2 separate regions of the Mus musculus genome follow, and region 2 is linked to region 1. A link is a contact called in public promoter capture Hi-C data. All regions are on one chromosome and are shown on one strand. The core of a region is the stretch at or near the end of the contact, and the rest is flanking DNA. Distances in the headings are between cores, read along the strand shown.

Evidence for each region. Capture Hi-C pulls out chosen DNA fragments and counts their contacts.
Region 2: a promoter capture Hi-C map of adipose tissue shows a contact between it and region 1. The contact joins two enhancer-like sites. A contact is called at or near these places in 1 of 39 promoter capture datasets (pre-B cells), 1 of 115 datasets of contacts at active chromatin or transcription factors (pancreatic cancer cells) and 1 of 9 other capture datasets (adipose tissue).

The regions. Positions count from the first base shown.
Region 1 is chr5:144,156,809-144,160,746 of GRCm38.p6, forward strand. It overlaps Lmtk2 (lemur tyrosine kinase 2), which reads left to right. Exons shown (of 14, transcript NM_001081109.2): 7 at 53-186. Among named protein-coding and RNA genes, the nearest start is that of Bhlha15, 32 kb to the right of the region's middle. Within about 2 kb of position 2,028, at least 113 of the 459 cell types and tissues checked have an H3K27ac peak or open chromatin away from gene starts, as enhancers often do. A contact at or near this core is called in adipose tissue and pancreatic cancer cells, where this site is marked.
Region 2 is chr5:144,288,076-144,292,013 of GRCm38.p6, forward strand. All of the region lies in intron 3 of Baiap2l1 (BAI1-associated protein 2-like 1), which reads right to left. Among named protein-coding and RNA genes, the nearest start is that of Gm15708, 13 kb to the left of the region's middle. Within about 2 kb of position 2,171, at least 54 of the 459 cell types and tissues checked have an H3K27ac peak or open chromatin away from gene starts, as enhancers often do. A contact at or near this core is called in adipose tissue and pancreatic cancer cells, where this site is marked.

The DNA.
Region 1 (3,938 bases), core at 778-3,277:
ACTTGGTTTCTTCTGGTGCTGCACTTGACACTCGCATGCTTGTTTTTTGCAGGGTGACCTGAAGGCTTACCTGCACAATGAGCAAGAACACGTGCGGGGTGATTCACAGACCATGCTGCTACAGAGGATGGCGTGTGAGATTGCCGCAGGGCTGGCAGCCATGCACAAGCTGCACTTTCTGCACAGGTAGATCTGGCTGGGCACAGGCACGGGCACACCTCATGTCGTTGTAGTTGCTGCTTTCTGGAGAGGTTGACAGGTTTGGGAAGAGGGCTGGGGAACGGCTGGCTGTAACTTAGTTGGTAGACTGCTAACATGCCTAAAACTCCGGACTTCGGAAACTACACATAGTGGTACATAGGAGACAGGAGGATCACAAAGAAGTTAAAAGACATCCTCAACTGCAGAGTTGAGTTTAAGGCCAACCTGGGATGCATGAGAGCCTAATTCAAAAACACCAACCAAAAACAAAGGCAGGAAGAGTGGAAGACGGAAGGAGGAAACCAGAGACTAGGTTGTATCGTGAGTGCTCTGCTTTAGACATGGTGGTGAAGACAGAGTTGGGCTGGAGTTAAACCAATGCTGAGGAGTGGAATGAATGCAGCCTGAAGTCTGGGGAATCCCTGAGGAATGTGCAGCGGTGTAGGAAGTGCACAAGCCTCAGGGTAGGGAGGGAATGTCGCTGGCTCTCTCCTGACCTCTGGCTCTGAGCTTCTACTCCGTAAGCTTTAGGCTGGGGTCCTGTCAGGTGCTCCCCGTCACAGCCCCGAGGAAGAGGTGCTGGAAGCAACAGTCTTTTTTCTTTCTGTAGGTGGCCTTGGTTTCTGGCCAGCTAGCAAGTTGGCTTAAGAGTGTCAGGTCTGAAGGGCCTCCTCTGCTTTGCACGCTGGAGTTCAGGCAGTTTGGGGCTGTGTGTGTATGTGATCAGGGCCGCCCCTGGGGGTTGCACAGTTTACTTTGTAGTCTGCTCCATGAATTAGAAAAAGCTTCCTGCTTCAGGCTTTCAAGTTCCAAATTTTCAAAATAGAATTATTTTGGAATAGAGTCAAGAACACCATTCCAGAAGAGGGAGTCAGATATCTTTCTTTCTCACTCTCTGTCTTCAGTGAGAATTGCCTTTGATGCAGGCACTCTTCCTACCTGCCACTTTCTCAGTTAAGCTGGAAGTCAGCGATCCCCTGTGATGTTGTCTCTGCCTCACCTCAGGTGGGGTTGCAGGCATGAGCAGGACACCGGGTGTAAGACCATAATCCATCCCTCATGCTTATGTAGCAAGTGCTCTTTGGCTGACTTTAAACAGCTCAGCTATCTCTTAATAACCTAAAGATCTGAAAAGGCATACCTGTCTCGAAGAGATGTCTGTGACGTTTATAAGTTCAAAAACAAGTCTTGGGCTGGAGAGGTGGCGCAGGTTCACACTGCTCCTGCAGAGGACCCAAATTCAGTTCGCAGCACACACCTCAGGCAGCTCACTCCTGTGCGTGACTCCAGCACTAGGGAATCTCACTTCCTCCCCTAGCCTCTGCAGACACACACACACACACACACACACACACACACACACACACACACCTTTTTTTGCTTAAGGAGGGCTAGGATAGTGCTTGCTTACAAACTTAAGGGCCTGAGTTCAATCCCCAGAGCCTACACTAAAAACAAAACCTGAAAATAGTAAGATATTTGTAATCTCAGGGCTGGAAATGGATTTCACTGGTCTGACTGGCCAGCCAGCCTTGTCTCAAAATACAAGGTGGCCAGCACATGAGGAACATTAAAGGTTGTACACACACACACACACACACACACAGGCACACACACACACACACACACACACACACACACACACACAGACACTTACGTCTCTGATCAAAATCACAACATGAAGTTGTCAGAGGCCCCTGGGAAGTGTGTGTAAGGGCTGTTCACCACTGTGTGCTTAAAGATGACAGAGCTGCCCTGACCAGTAGTGCTTTCCTCCTGCTTCCTCAAGGCAAGGCCTCAGCGTCTGGAAAACAAACAAAGACAGATCACATGGCCTGGACGAGATCCAAGCACAAAGCCCAAGGCACAGAACCTTGGAACCATTGGCAGCTGTTACATGCTTTTTAAAGTGACTGCTTCGGGCTGGCTGTGTGATAGCTTAGCTGGTAAAGAACTTACAGGGCCAGAGTTTGACCCCTTGTTTTTTATTTATTTAATTTATTGTCCAAAATATATATCTATCTTGGTTTTTTATGTATATGAGTGTTTGCCTGTGTGTATGTAAGGCCAGACTCACACACTGGCCTCAGAGACCTGAGAGGGCATTGGATCCTCTGGAACTAGAGTTCCAGGCAGTTGTGGGCTGCCATGTGGATGCTGCGAAGAGCCGCCAAGTCTTCTGCAGCCCGAACCCATGTTTTTATGTTTTATAGAAACCCAGTGTGGCATTGTAAGCTTGTAATCGCAGTGCTGGATAGACAGATGAATGAGTGCTGAATGCCTAGCTCACCCAGCTTCCTCAGGGACAGCGAGTACCGATGGCTGGGGGAGTGGCATTGTAAGACTGAGGAGCCACACCCGAGGTTATCCTCTGGCCTCCACATGCACATGTGCATACCTGCATACTCAGATGTCCATACACACTCCTCACGCATGCACACACACACACACACACACACACATGCTGTTTGATGTGAAGGCTCTTGTGGGCACTGTTGTTTAAATTCTTCCTGTGTAGGTGGCCTCCATGTGGCTTTAGTTTAAATTGAGGTTTAGAATGTTGGTTGACTCAGAGGACTTGGTTGAAATAGACCAGTCCACCTGTCTAACCCAAAGTTGTTCTTATGTTAGAAACTGGTCTAGTTAAAATTTGTTTTTACATAATGTTTAAAGAGAGCCTTATCGCAGGGTCTCAGGCAGCCTTCATCTCAGAGGTCATACACACAGTGTGTTCTTAAAGGCCATGTGAACAGCACATGTTGCTGTTACCATTCCACAGGTGACCCAAACAAAGCCTAGTGTCCCTGTCCTCTGCTTTCAAGGTCTCCTGAGCAGCAGGTACTGTCAGGTCACTGAATGAGTGGTGTTTGTACTCAAACTGGCTAAGTAGCCGTCTGATAGCCAGCAGGAGCACAGACCCAGGAGGTAAGGGCAGGAGACTTTTCTGTACACACCTGGTTTGGGTTTTGTTTTCTTTTTTTTACTACTTCCTTCCTTCCTTCTCTTTTTTAAGACCAGGTCTTACTGTGTGAACCCTGAGTGGCCTAGAACTCACTGAGATCATCCACCTTTGCCTCCCAAGGGCTAGGATTATTAACGGTGTACACTGCCATACTCAGCTAAAGAGAATTGTGCATTGTTGTTGGTTTGGGGGTTTGGGGTTTTCGTTGGTTGGTTGGTTGGTTTATTTTGTTTTGATTTTTAAGATAGGATTTCTCTGTGTAGCCTTGGCTGTCCTGAAATTCTCTCTGTAGAGCAGACTGTCCTTAAACTCAGAGATCTCCCTGCCTCTGCCTCCTGAATGCTGGGATTAAAGGCATTTGTCACCACCACCAGGCTTACTAAAAAAAAAAAAAAAATTCTTTAAAAGAAACAAAACCCATTGTGCTCAGCGGTTAGGAGGCCAAGACAGGAGAACTACAAGTTCAAGACTAGCTTGGACTGCACAATAAGACTGCTTCAAACAGACAAACAAAATAACTACCCCAGTATTGCCCGAAAGGGTAGCAAATGGGAGAAACAGACATTCACGAGAGAACTAGTGTAAGCTTCAACTAGTTACTGTTGAATAGTGTATAGTTGTGGCTTAGGATGGCTGACTAGGCTATTTAACAGGAGGGAATTCTGTGTTGTGATATCTTAAGTATTAACGTGCAAGTTAGTAGCCATAACAGTGTGTGCCTTTCGTATATTTGTTTTGGTGTGAACATTATGTAGAAAGACTGTACCTACCAGTT
Region 2 (3,938 bases), core at 921-3,420, 130 kb after region 1:
TGATGGGCACAGAGAACTGCTTGTACATAACCTGGAGAAGTCACAGGCCACCAGGATCCAAGAACACACACTGTCCCATAAGCTAATGTGCCGGATAAAGGAGAGCTATGGCAGAAAGGAGTCAGGGTTTTTAACCAATCAGGTTCATTAGCTCCCCACCCCAATGATGCCAGCTAAAATTTCCAAAAGTCAATATAAAAAGACAAGCTAGACGCTCACAAGAGACGTCTGCAGCCTGGCCAAGAATATAACTACATTACTATGTCACTTCAGATATGGAAACATTCAGACTTACTTTAAATCTATTTTGAACCATAAAAAAAATCCCTTGTTGGAGATTAAAAAAAAAAACAAAAACAAAATACACTTCAATTATTTGAAAACTAAGCACTCAGTTCTTGGCAAGTCACATCTTCTTAGAAAAGAAAATGTACAACTGTTTTGGCTGAAACCATCAGGATTCTGTTGGGAAGCACAGTGGCCACGTTTCTTCCTAACGTGACCCTTCTTGAACTGGGTTTCCGCAGCCTCACTCCAGTGCAGACCTCAGAGCACGGCCCTGAGAGCCGAGCACAGCTCTACTCAGGACTCGGCCTTGCCAGCCCAGCTCACTTCCCACGGGTTCCCGCTGTCCATACTCCTGTGCGGTTTCTGCCACCTCAGACAGATCAATGAAATGGGCCATTCACAGAGGCAGGATGGGGAACCCTGACCTGGTTAGTCTTGGCCACCACGGTCTGTGGAATTCCAAAGTTGACCTCCCAAGTCCTTGGTTTTAGAAAACTGACCGAGACACACCTTGGTTGTGATTGTGTAACCTGCAGAAGAGTACCTTGAAACAGACACAAAATTGCTTTAGGTTAAGTCCATAGACGTCTACTCTCGGTTTGGGCAAGTGTTACTTCAGGAATGAAAGCATCCTGCTCTGTGCTGTTGTATGCCCCATGCTCTAACCAATGTTTTCATGAATTATACTTGAGAAGGAGAAAGGACAGAGAACCCTGAGGAGGAGCTGAGAAAGCCCAACCCAGACTCAGACAGAGCAGAGTGCATGCCCCAACAGGAAGCCATGCTGCAGGCTGCACCAACCCTCTCCTTTCTCCTTTCAGGTTGGGAGCCAACATCTCAGGAGGAAATTCACATCATTATAGCCATGTGACTCAATCTGAATAAATTGGATTCTTAATGGGGGCAATAATAGGGAATTTATTGTTAAAATTAAAAATTCTCGCAGTGCTGTAGATGGAACTTGCCATGTGGACAAGTTCTGTACTGAGCCACAGTGCTGGCTAAATCAAAGGGATTTAGGTAAAACATGGACACAACAAAACATTTCAAATTCCTGAGTTCAACTGAGACAGTGCTCACAGCAACTGTTGCAAACAGCAGTATTACTCTAGGTTTTAGGAATATAATTTAAACAATACTTTGTAATGGCTATGCATGTGGCTGGTAGGCAAAGTGACCTTAAAATGTTAAATAATAAGACTTAAAGAAAATAGCTGGTCAGGCTGGAGAGATGGCTCAGTGGTTAAGAGCACCGACTGCTCTTCCGAAGGTTCTGAGTTCAAATCCCAGCAACCACATGGTGGCTCACAACCATCTGTAATGAGATCTGACGCCCTCTTCTGGTATGTCTGAAGACAGCTACAGTGTACTTACATATAATAATAAATAAATCTTTGGGTCGGAGCGAGCGGTTAGGCAAGGGCTCATCAGCTGAGCTACATTCTCAGTTCACACTAGAGTTTCTCTACCTGGTCTTTGACACAGGCTCTTGTAATATAGGCCGTCTTCAAACTTACAATCCTCCTCTGTCTACCTCCTAAGTGCTGGGATTGCAAGCATGCACCACCACACCCAGCTGGTCTATTAATACACTTCAGTGAGATAAGGCTTTACCAATTCACTGTAAGAATGTGGAGGAGCCAGATGGAGCCTGCCAAGGATAGAGGCAGCAAAGAACACATGCTGAATTCAGGCAGACATTTAAAAGAGAGAGAGAGAGAGAGAGAGAGAGAGAGAGAGAGAGAGAGAGAGAGAGAAAGAAAGAAAACCAAGCCCAGTTCTTTCCATTTATATCTGGTCACAGATAATTACAACACATTTGTTATTTCCAGAGAGTGCAGGGTAATGGCTGAGTCACATGCTACTTCCTACATGCTACTACAAGTGGGATCAGATAATAAAATGACGCTGTAGAAGCCAACCTACTACTGGCCTGGAGTCATACTGTGTGGACTGAAGTGAAAATGACCAAAAATGTCACTGGGAAAATGTATAGTTTTTCTGAGTGGGTTTTTTTTTTGCTTGTTTTTAGTTTGTTTGTTTGCTTGCTTGCTCATTTAAGACAGGGTTTCTCTGTGTATCCCTGGCTGTCCCAGAATTCGATCTGTAGATCAGGCTCGTTCAGACTCAGATATCCACCTGCCTCTGCCTCACGAGTGCTGGGAATAAAGGTGTGTGTGTGCCGCCTGTGCTCGGCGGCTTTCCTGACAGTTTTACAGGTAGCAAATGTGATGAGGAGAAACTACAATGGGGTCTAAGAAGGGAAAGGCTGGCTGCCAAGCCTGGCGACTGAATTCAATCCCGGGATCCAGTTGGAGGAAGGGGAGAAGCAACTCCTACAGCTTTTCTTTGACTTTCACATGCAAAATAAATAAAGTGCAATAAAAAATTAATCAGAACAGTGAAGGCAGAAAGCAAAGCCCACAGATGTGCTGCTGAACTGACAGGTGTGTGCTGAAGAGGCACAGCACCTACCCTAACCACAAACACCTGAGCACACTCAGGATGATCCACTGCCTTTAAACCGGGCTCTTAGCCCCTGGAGGCAGGCGGTGGCTCTCCTCTGATCAGCGCTTCTTTAATCCCAGTACTTGGGAGGCAAAGGCAGGCATATCTCTGAGTTCAAGGCCAGCCTGGTCTAAAAAGTGAGTTCCAGGACAACCAAGGCTACACAGAGAAACTGTCTTGGAAAACAAAACAAAACCCCCCAAAACCCCAAACCAAACCAACCAAACAAAATCCCAACCAACAAGTCAAGTAAATTTGCAACAATAGAAGAAAAACTTCACAAATAGCAGCATATCTGTACAACAGAGCTTAGCTGGGTCTCACTCTTGACTTAACCAACTGAAGCTACAGCTCCAATTAATGTCTTGTAACATCATATAATTATTCTGCCAGTGTTCCCCAAAATAAACAAATAAATGACCCGGAGGGGTATGTCACAAGAGTCAGCTCGTCAGATATGGGGTATTCTAACCTGAGCATCAAAACAGTGAAGGACGGCAACAAACTATAGATCATGAAAGGATCTGCCAGACTTGGGAAATCACCATTTAGCCACCATCATAGGAAAGACTGTTAGAGCAAAAATCACTAACAGTTGTAAAGTTAGGATGAGGAATAAGTTAAGATTCTTGTTAACAGAAATGTTTTTAAAAACCAATGAACTGGAAAGCAGACAGTGACTTTATATGGAAGATGAGAGGAAAGTGACCAGTATGCTCGCAGTTGATACTCACCAGATACAAAATGGCTTGGATAGGATTCTAGCGAGGACAAAGATTTGGCACCTAAAATACCTTGAGGTCCTGGTCCAGACTCAACCTCTGCTTAGCATTTATAAAATAGGTTTACAGTAACATACTGTAACTGAATCTAACTGAATGAAATGTATTTACCTATTTACACTTAGTGTGTGTGTGTGTGTGTGTGTGTGTACATGCACGCACACATATGGAGGACAGAAGATGATGACTTAGTTGGAGTTTGTTCTCTTCTTCTACTATGTGGGATTTTGGAGATTGAACTTAGGCTTTTACCCACTGGGCTATCTCACTGACCCCCTCATTTACCTATTTAGTATTGGAGGAGGGAACCCACTGGGCTATCTCACTGACCCCCTCATTTACCTATTTAGTATTGGAGGA